Regions from separate parts of the Capra hircus genome. Here region 2 is linked to region 1. Evidence: chromatin contacts called from public Hi-C data. All regions are on one chromosome and are shown on one strand. Each heading gives the region's core, a stretch centred on a gene start, on an enhancer-like site or on the middle of the called end of the contact. The rest is flanking DNA. Distances are from core to core; before and after follow the strand shown.

Evidence for each region. Hi-C and Micro-C count contacts between places; a contact is called where the count stands out from the background.
Region 2: a contact with region 1 is called in a Hi-C map of blood, with 2.3 times the contacts expected there. The contact joins two enhancer-like sites. A contact is called at or near these places in 2 of 5 Hi-C or Micro-C datasets (both in blood).

The regions. Positions count from the first base shown.
Region 1 is chr7:71,851,168-71,856,489 of ARS1.2, reverse strand. NSD1 (histone-lysine N-methyltransferase, H3 lysine-36 and H4 lysine-20 specific) reads left to right here. Exons shown (of 23, transcript XM_018050618.1): 23 at 1,601-5,322. The coding sequence ends at 3,225. Among named protein-coding and RNA genes, the nearest start is that of RAB24, 8.8 kb to the right of the region's middle. Within about 2 kb of position 2,614, at least 3 of the 5 cell types and tissues checked have an H3K27ac peak or open chromatin away from gene starts, as enhancers often do.
Region 2 is chr7:72,009,689-72,015,010 of ARS1.2, reverse strand. No RefSeq gene overlaps it. Among named protein-coding and RNA genes, the nearest start is that of NSD1, 17 kb to the right of the region's middle. Within about 2 kb of position 2,185, at least 3 of the 5 cell types and tissues checked have an H3K27ac peak or open chromatin away from gene starts, as enhancers often do.

The sequences.
Region 1 (5,322 bases), core at 1,365-3,864:
AAAGACTATAGGGAAGGGAACAGAAGCTCACTTGCTCCATGAAGCATTTTATGTTAGTTTATCCTCCCACCAGCCTGTAAAGATGAGGCCTTTTTATCTTCCCATGTTTCAGATGAGGAAACTTGTCACATTAAAGCGTATAGATGCAGGGACTGGCTTGAAAGCCAGAAGTTTTCTGACTTTAAGCCCACTACATCATGTTCACTCTCTAGAGAAAGAGACGCTGAGAAAGAGTGGAGCTTCTGGGTGATTATAGGCCCACTTCCCTCTGAAAGAGATGCAGTTGTATTAGTAAACACAGGAGAACCTATGCAAGCAGGTGCAGTACTCAGAAATACGTGGCTAGAAAAATTGTCACCGGTCTTTGGATGATCATTTGATGTTAGAGGAGTTCAGGGATTCGGGTGTGCTGTGTATTTTAAACAACAAAAGTGAGAAACTGTTCTGGGTGACACGCACCGTTCGTGGCCTGCTTCTGGGAACTGCAGAGAGAGAACTTTGGGTTGGGAGTGAGAGGAGTTTGTCTGAAAATTAGCCTTTCTTCAGTATGTGGTTGCCAGGATAATGAAATAATAGAAACTGAGATAGCTTGGGGGCAAGGCCATAACACTGATTTCAGTGCCAGGAAGTGGGGAATTGTTTCAGAAGCAATTACTCGGGGTCATAGCTGGCACAGGTTGTGATAGACCTCATCTTGCCAATTCTAGAGCCAGGAGTGAGCTCTAGCATAGTTCACTTGGAAGGAGCTGGGATGGAAACAGCTGTCCATATCAGAGACTCTGGTATCATGAAATGAGGATAAAAGAGAACAGCTTAGGTTGGCTTTGGGTCTTTTCTGTTGATTCTTTGTAGACTACACAGATTAAATTTGTTCTAATTTCCAGTTTTAATGTTGAGCAGAGATAAATCTGTTTCCATTGTTCACTGTGTGTATCTACTCCCTATTCCTAGTAACAATGAAGTAAGCAGTTTAATTGGCTGATATTTTCTCCCTAGAGTTAAATATTTAAACGCTATGTAGGACGAATGGAATTTGTAAATATAGAAAAGTAGTATGTTCACATTCCATCTAAGGGGAGCTTTGGGTTTGGTTTTGTTGCTATTTCTCTCCTTGTTGGAATTAGTTGTATAAATCAGGCAGAGAACTCCTTGGTGGTGGTTGTTCACCGACTGCTGCTTTCCGCAGAGAGCTCGTGCCCCTTGTCCATATCCCCTCCCTCAGCATCTGGGGTTTACTTTCTGCAAAATGTGTAAAAACAACAGCCAAACATTAAGTCACAACTGAGTATCAATTAAAAACCCAATAGGTTTTGTTTTGTTATTGTTATTTCTCTCCTTGTTGGAAGTAGTCATAGAAATCAGGGTTTCCTCCTGCTTGGTTTTAAATTGATACTTAGTTGTGACAATATTTGGGGGTTATTTTTATACATTTCACAGAAAGTAAAGCCCAGATCCTAAGGGAGGGGGTGTGGGCGAGGGCCACGAGCTCTCCACAGGAGGCAGCAGTTTGCAGTCACTTTTTTGACTTGGTTCCAGAGCTGTGGCCCATCTCAGGCATGTCTTGTTTTCCTTAGTTTGTGTTTCACTTCTGTGTTTTCAGGGAAATGGGAGTGTCCTTGGCACCAGTGTGACATATGCGGAAAGGAAGCAGCCTCCTTCTGTGAGATGTGTCCCAGCTCCTTCTGCAAGCAGCATCGGGAAGGGATGCTCTTCATCTCCAAACTGGATGGGCGTCTGTCTTGTACTGAGCATGATCCCTGTGGGCCCAACCCTCTGGAACCGGGGGAGATCCGTGAGTATGTACCTCCTCCAGTACCACTGCCTCCAGGCCCAAGCACTCACCTGGCAGAGCAATCATCAGGAGTGGCTGCTCAAGGGCCCAAGATGTCGGACAAGCCATCTGCTGACACCAACCAGTCGCTGTCGCTGTCCAAAAAAGCTCTGGCAGGGACTTGTCAGAGGCCCCCGCTGCCTGAAAGGCCTCCTGACAGAACTGACTCCAGGCCCCAGCCTGTAGATAAGGTCAGGGACCTTGCTGGGTCAGGGACCAAACCCCAATCATTGGTATCCAGCCAGAAGCCATTGGACAGGCCAACTGCAGTGGCAGGACCAAGACCCCAACTATCTGACAAACCCTCTCCAGTGACCGGCCCAAGCTCCTCACCCTCAGTCAGGTCTCAGCCACTGGAAAGACCTCTGGGGACAGCTGATCCAAGGCTGGATAAATCCATAGGTGCTGCCAGCCCAAGGCCCCAGTCACTGGAGAAAACCCCTGTCCCTACTGGCCTGAGACTTCCACCGCCAGAGAAACTGCTAGTCACCAGCGGTCCCAAACCCCAGACTTCAGACAGACCCCCTGACAAATCCCATGTCTCTTTGTCCCAGAGACTTCCACCTCCTGACAAAGTACTGTCAGCTGTGGTCCAGACCCTGGTAGCTAAAGAAAAAGCACTGAGGCCCGTGGACCAGAATACTCAGTCAAAAAATAGAGCTGCTTTGGTGATGGATCTCATAGACCTAACTCCTCGCCAGAAGGAACGGGCAGGTTCACCCCATGAGCTCACACCACAGGCTGATGAGAAGATGCCAGTGTTGGAGTCAAGCTCATGGCCTGCCAGCAAAGGTCTAGGACAGATACCACGAGCTGTTGAGAGAGGCAGTGTGTCAGATGCTGTCCTTCAGCCACTGGGCAAAGCAGCGGCCCCTTCAGAACACTCCTGGCAAGCTGTTAAATCACTCACCCAGGCCAGACTTCTTTCTCAGCCCCCTGCCAAGGCTTTTTTATATGAGCCAGCAACTCAGGCCTCAGGAAGAGCACCTGCAGGGGCTGAACAGACCCCAGGGCCTCCCAGTCAAGTGCCAGGCCTGGTGAAGCAGGTGAAGCAGATGGCTGGGGGCCAGCAACTACCTGGACTCGCTGCCAAGAGTGGGCAGTCCTTCAGGCCTCTTGGGAAGCCCTCCCTCTCCACGGAAGAGAAGAAGCTGGCAACCACAGAGCAGAGTCCCTGGGCCCTGGGCAAGGCCTCGCCAGGGCCAGGGCTCTGGCCCATGGTGGCTGGACAGACACTGGCACAGTCTTGCTGGTCCTCCGGGAGCACACAGACACTGGCACAGACTTGCTGGTCTCTTGGAAGAGGGCAAGACCCTAAACCAGAGCAAAGTACACTTCCAGCTCTTAACCAGGCTCCTTCCAGTCACAAGTGTGCAGAGTCAGAACAGAAGTAACACCAGTAAATGCCACGTGACCAGACCAGCCTCCCCCAGGGTTCTTGGGGAAGGGAAAAATCTTTTTCCCTCTTAAAAAGAACAGACCCCAACACTTTTCCACTGTTATTCTTTCCTTATATCCCAGCATTCAGAACTCTTGTGACATTAGCCAGTGGGGGGGGGCTTGTGGTTGTATGAGCCATGTATGGAAGTCCAAGTGGGCCCCAGCCAAGGAAACAGACAGACTCGGGTCTCTTCCCCCCCAACCTTTACTCATGGTGAACTTGAAATAAAAAGTCCACTCTGGAGTCAAGCATGGGATTCAATTCCACTGGTCAGGTTGGAAGGTAGTAGGGCTCTCAAAGCTCTATCTAATCCTGCCACGCCCCACTGAGGGTACCTGATGAATCCTTGGGAGGAACTAATACCCGTTCAAGTCGGTGGTGATTTCTTGAACATCTGTGTGTGCTAGGTGTGGTATCAGTCACTGGCAGGAAATATAGAGATAAATAAGACCTGATCCCTGTGAGCCTAACATGCCTGCCTGGGTTCTCAGGTTGTTTTTAAAGAACCTTTGACCAGGAAATAAATAACAGGAAGTTTGAGGGGCCCTGGGGCTCTGGGCTCATTTTGTAATGTCCTTTGTGGCCCCAGAAGTGGTTGTTCTTGAGTGTCTCCTGGTCAGGTGTCCCTGTGTGCGTGTGCATGCATGAAAGCTCATGCAGAGGTCTCCTCTATAGGCAGGAGGGGGCTGCACCAAAGCCAAGGGCTGTGGCTAGGCAGCCGGTGCTGCTTCTGGCTGGGCTCTGCAGAGTCTAAAGATCTGTCCTTGGTGGAGCAGTTGGTTGAGGGGCTGGGCTCTATGAGGACACAGCTTTCCCTCAATGTAAGAAGGCAATTGGCAAGCTTACCTTCCTTTTCTACAAACTTTCCTCCTTTTACATCAACTCACCCCAAGCCTGTCCCCCAAACACTCAGGTGCTTTCAGATTTCAGAGTCTTGGGCAGTAGATCTAGGGAATCTGGCAAACTCTGGGCTAGATCCACCACCAGCTCAGGGAGAATGCCAGATTCTGGCGAGAAATTACTTATCTTCTGATCCTTTGCCCTCCTACCTGAATGGAGGAGTCATCATCTTCACTAGTGGATCCTATCACCATTTCTCCCTGAGAAATGGTGTGCTCCATGTTGAGAGCGCCTACCTGCTGACTTAGCCTAAGGGCAAGCCAGAACCCCTCCCCTATGACTGGCAAGATGGGGCGTACAGAGCAATGTCCAGCCTAAGAGATGATTCCTCATAACTGCTGATTATCTGTTACTGCTGCCCTGAGCTGGGGCCGAAGGGCTGGGAAATCTGTTGGTGCTACCCCACCCTACCGTTCACCCAGCTCACTGACTGCCAACAGGAAGTGCTGTTTGGCCAGTTCCTTCCCATTCACCCACGCCCTCATCCCTAGACCAAACATGTTTACCTCTGCTTCGCCAATGCAGCCAGCAGCTTTAGCCAACAGGCCATCTCCTGGCCCCAGTGTCTCCTGGCCATTTCTGTCTCTCAGTTATGGCTTTTATACCCTCAACAGGATTCTGTGTTGTCCCAATTTCTTCCTCCTGAGTTTTTATTGAGGTTATTCCCGTCACTTCTAAGGAGGGAACAATAGTTGTTTTAGAAGCATTTGCGCTTTATATAAAGATTTTAAAAAGAATTTGCTTTTATTTCCCAAAGTTTGTCTCTGGGGTTGAGACATTTGAACTCAGGCAGAGACAAGAGGCTGGGCAGAGCTGCCCTGAGTTTAGGGGCCTATTCTTGCATCTCACTTAGACCTCAGACTCTCCTCTGTAAATTCCACCTGCCTAGTTCTCCCCTTTCATCCTCTTTCTTCCCACATCATCAGAGAGGAAAAGCTCTTTGTTTAAGAGGAAGAGAAAACAAAGCATCTTATTTTCTTTTAAAAAATTTTAAATCATGGAAAAGATATTTTTAAAGAAATCCACCCAAACATTAAAGTTCATTATATTAAGTATTTATCATGTGTGAGAATAAGTATATAACTGCAGCTAGTAGGTCCCTTTCCCTAACCTCTTAGGTTGTATGAATAGGATTTGCTTGGTGCCAGTC
Region 2 (5,322 bases), core at 936-3,435, 160 kb before region 1:
GCTTCCCTGGTGGCTCAGTGGTTAAGAATCCGCCTTGTAATGCAGGGAACACCGGTTCGAACCCTGGACTTGGAAGATCCCACATGCTGCAAGGCAACTAAGCCCCTGTGCCTCAACTGGTGAGCTCATGCACCCTGGAGTCCATGCCCCACAACAGAAGAAATTACCACAGTGTGAAGCTCATGCACCGTGAATAGAGAGTATCCCCCGCTCACTGCAACTAGAGAAAGCCAAGGTGCAGCAATGAAGACCCAGTACAGCTAAATAAATAAATAAATAAATATTTTAAAAGAAAAGAAAACCCAAGTCTAGGTAGCCCTTTTCAGGCCAAAGAACCTCCCTTATATAATTTTCCATCTTGTCACACGGTGGCGATAGTGTGCCACCAGGAAAATCCTCTTTACCTGTCTTTCAGCCAAAACAATAGCCAAGTACCAAGACTTGTCAGCTTCCTCAAAGGCTCTAGGGAGAATCCTTACAAATCTCTATGACGTAGAGTATCTTCATATCTCTACCTTGCAGTTGGAAATGTGGGCTCACAGAAGTCCAGGAGGACCCATAAGATAATCCAACCAGGATTTGAACCCTGGTCTCTCTGTCTCCCAGTCTGCCTGCAACAGCTTCCTGTCCTGGTATGACAGCTCCTGGCTGTCTCTTCTGCCCCATCACTGGGCAGTGCTAACTTTGTGGAGCAGACAGATTAGACAGGGAGAAGAATATTATACAGGACAAGAAGGACTTTCACTTCTGCTTTTTCTCTCTTGTTTACCTCCCTTATGCAGCTTTTGCATTGAAGGTGAGGTGATGAGACAGTTCCCATCCCTGGGGTAGAGAGAAGCTGGGCTGAAGGATGAGGCAACTAATTTTGAGCACCTTCTCTGTGCCAGGCATTATGCCAACCAACATTCATTTCTTCATTAATTCAGGACACAGTAATGAAGCACCCACTGTTGGCTGGTCACAGGTGACACAGTACTTCCAAGCTTTTGGCACACAGCAATAAACACATATATTTATTTTATATGTAAAGAAAGAAAGAAAATGAAGTCGCTCAGTCCTGCCCGACTCTTTGTGACCCTGTGGACTGTAGCCTGCCAGGCTTCTCTGTCCATGGGATTCTCCAGGCAAGAATACTGGAGTGGGTTGCCATTTCCTTCTCCAGGGGATCTTCCCAACATAGGGATCAACCCTAGATCTCCTGGATGGCAGGCAGACTCTTTACCGTCTGAGCCACCAGGGAAGCTTTATACGTAGAGATACGTTTTAAAATATTCATACTGTAAATGAGCCCTCAGCTTAAAAAATATTTATTGACTAAAACACCTACTTTCAGCCTTAGGTACCCATGAGACATGCAGGTATGAAGTCTGGAACTCTGGGACAAATCTAAGCTAGAGTTTGAGGCTCATAAATTACTGGCATTTAGGACATGCCAGTGACCAGACGGGATTCCTCAGTAAATCTGGGTAAACAATCAGCAAGGTGGACCTTGTTTGCCAAACAGGAAGGAAGGGAGGCATACCCATGACAGGGTGGCGCAGAGAAGGGCTTGATACAGAGGTAGGAAGGGATCAGACTAGAGCGGGAGCTTCTGGAAACCTTGTTAGTTCCCAAGGGTCAAGAGTCAAATGCTGCAAAGCGGAGCAGCAAAGATTATGAAATACGACCGGTTCTTGCTGGAGCAGGACTGCTAGTGACCTGAAGCCAGACTAAAGTGGGATGAGAAAGGGAGGCCAGAGCCAGCGGAGGGGAGAAGAGAGAGAGCCTCGCTGTAGACGCATGGAGATCTTTCTCTTACCAGGAGGAAAGACTACATGGCTTGCGGGCTGCCGAGAAAGAGCGAGAAAGACAGGAAGGCTTGGAGCTCCAGGGGTGCGAAAGGAGAAAGATGCACAAAAGAGGGCGGAAGCATTAGGGCGGGACCCAGAGCCCAAGAGAAAGCGCTAGCCCAGCCCAGTCCTCTTTTCTATCTCAAAACGATGGGACAGGGCGCAATCTCTGGCTGGATTTGCGGCATGCCGGACATTACTAGATACTGCCGGCCCTTTCCGAGCGCGCCCCACTGCGTAAGATCACCTTTCCCCAGGCTACACCACCCTCTGCTTCCGAGGGCAGAGCGGATCGCGCGGCCCAAGGCCTGGCCCCTGCTGATTGGCCCACGGGAGCCACCTGACCGAGCCGGCCAATCGGAGGCTCTCTCCCAAGGAATGGGGCCCCACGTGTGGGCCCTGGTGCAAAGCTGAGCTGCTGTGAGGCCCGGCGGCCATACGAACAGCGAGGTTAGAACAGTTCTCAGCCCCTGAGGAACTCAAGAGGAGGCCCAGCCTCCCCCAACCCCGCCAGATTCCCGCCTATCCGGCTACTACAACCCCCCGACCCTTTTGCTAAATTCCCTCTCTTGGCAGCTTCTGTGACTCAGCCGAGGTGTGTTCATCCTTGTCCCTCTGCCTTGACTGATCCAAAGTGGTGATTTGGAGGAAGACAGACCTAAGTTCCAGTCATCGTGTGACCAATGGCAACTATTTAACATTGTTGAGCTTCATCTGTAAAACGGGACTCCTAATACCTACTGTGGTGTTTTTGTAAGGATTGTAAAGCCCAGCGCCTGGTATATGGTGAGCTCCCCCAAAACATTGATTATATATATTTTTTACTATTGTCTATATTTCTACCTATTAGGAATTCACAATCCTCATTATACAGGGTCTTGTGTTTAGCTATTTTTTATTCCTGTCCTCTTGTTAGAATGTAAACTGTCCACGGGAATGTGCCTATACGCCTTTTTAGTCTTCCAACTCCATGGTCTCTTCACTTGGTCTGACAAGGGTAAATTTAACTTACATAAACAGTAGCAGGACAGAGTATACAAAATCAAGGAATTTATAGCACGGAGACTCTCAGCAGTTAGGTGGGGCTATTTATAATGCAACATTAATGTACTAGGGAAAAAAAAGTCTTAGAAGACTACCAGGTACCAGCTTTGTGAGCTCAGGCAGATCTTGACCTCTCTGAGCCTCATGAGAACAATAATCATGACTGTAACAACTGCAGGACTAACCAGCTGCTAGGTACTATGTGAAGCTCTTATTAGCTGTCCACAGCCCCACTTGACAGAGAGGACACACAGGCACAGAGAGGTTCTGTAACTTGCCTGAGATCACACAGCTATTAAGTGGTAGAGTTGGGGGTTCAAACAAGGTCTTTCGGGTCTGAGTCTACACCCATAACTGCACTGTGTGCTACCTCTCAGGCACCAGCACAGGCAGTTGGCACACAGTACGAAACTATGGAGAGGGCTGGGCTAACAGGGCAAAGTCTTCTCATCTATGAACCAGCGGAGGCCAGTGTAGCTGAAGGGCAGAGAGGGAGGGGAACGAGGTAGATGACGAGCCTGGACTTGCAGGCAGGTCCACATCTTTAAGATGTCTAGGCCACAGTGAGGAGCTGGGGTCAGCATGGCAGAAGCATATGACTAGGTGTTCCAAGGGCGTTTTTTTTGGGGGGCCCACACTGCGAGGCTTGTGGGATCTTAGTTCCCCAACCGGAGATCAAACCTTCACCCCTTGCATTGGAAACACAGAGTTGTAACCACTAGACCACCAGGGAAGTCCCTTCACAGGCATTTATGACCCTTTTGTTGCCACAGACCTGGGATGCAGAAGGCAGCAGCGGTCTTTCTTCTACTATGGTTTAGCATCAGTCCCTGCCAGGATTGGAGATCCAGGGCCTAGCATAGCCCTAAGTCCCCTGGCTGTCCCCCAGGGTCCCCTCCCTGGGCAGGACTAGAGATGTCACCACCTTGCCCCACCCCCCCAACCCACTTCCTCCTTTCTGGTCTCATAATTGTCTTAGGCTCATTAATATGACTAATTAGGTAGGCCTGAAGTCAATTGCATTCTCCTATCCTCCCACTATGTAAACCCTGAGATGCCTCATTATTTAAAGCCTCTGCAAGTCTCCCTGGGGCTTATTATGAACTCTAGACACATCAACTGACTCTCCAGGCAAGGGGCCCAGAATTCGGGGGAGCAGGGCAGGGCTCCTGTTGACCATTGAGCCTCAGTTGTTCATTTCATTGGTCCTGTCTTATCACTGACTTCTCTGGAAACTCCCTGGCAGTCTCCTCATACTCCCTGGGTTTTCTCACCGCCTGTCCTGCCCCTATCAAAGGCTTCTGGTCCCACCTCTTCTATGATGACTCTGGAGGTATTCTCTCTCATCTGGTTCTTCCTCTAGGTCTTCATACCAAATGTATTTCCAGCCACTAGCATGACATGTGCTCCTGATGTCCTTCAGGCTCTCCAAACCTAACATGCCTGAACAGCAACACCTGCCTTACTTCAAAGCATTCTTGTAAAAACATTAACCCAAGTGTAATCAAGCCTCTGCCCTTATATCCAGTTTACAGGAAATACAGGGGGGGATATGAACAGGTAATGAAGAAGCATCAGCCGAATGTAGAACATGGGGCCAGATAACTGGCCCAATCCCTGCAAAAGTCAATATTTCAGAAAAACAGGAGGTGGAGCATTCAAGGTTGTAAGAAACTTAAGAGCTGCAAGGACAAATGCAATATATGAAATTTGATTTGATTAATTCAGAAAAATCATCTATCAGAAACATTTGGTAGAAATTTGAATATGGAAAGAACTTTAGATATTAGGGAATTATAGGTGGTACTGTGATTATATAGGAGAATGCCCTCATACATTGGAGAAGTTTGCAGAGTCTTTAGGTGAGAAGTATCAGAATGTCTGTAACTCACTTTGAAATTGTACAGAAAAGAAATATCTATCTCTGGGACTTCCCTGAGCATCCAGTGGTTAAGACTTAGCGCTTCCACTGCAGGGGGAATTTAATCCAGCACGTTGCATGTAGGGGAAAAAAAAATCTTTATCTCTGAAGCAAATATAACAAAATTTTAACAGATACTCTAGGTGTATTGATTATATCTTTTTGTTTTGTATGTTTGAAAAATGTCACAATAAAATGTATATTTGAAAAATTAACATAGGGAGAAAAAGATGATGGTGCCCAGCTTCCTAATGCTGTTGCACAAGCCTATGGGCCGCAGGCCCTTCAATGTAGAAGCCTTCAGAGGACATGTTTCTGCTGCGGAGACACTCCAAGCAGCGATGGTATCTGCATTCCTAGCCTCTATGATCCGTCTTCAAGCTCTGTACATCTGCACTGATGTGAACCCCAAGGCAGCAGTGTGTACCCTGGAGAGAGCACACTGTAACAAAGTCCATATTCAACCAATTATTACAGATTTGGTTCCAAGCTTGCTACCAAGATTGAATGAAAAAGTTGATCTTCTGG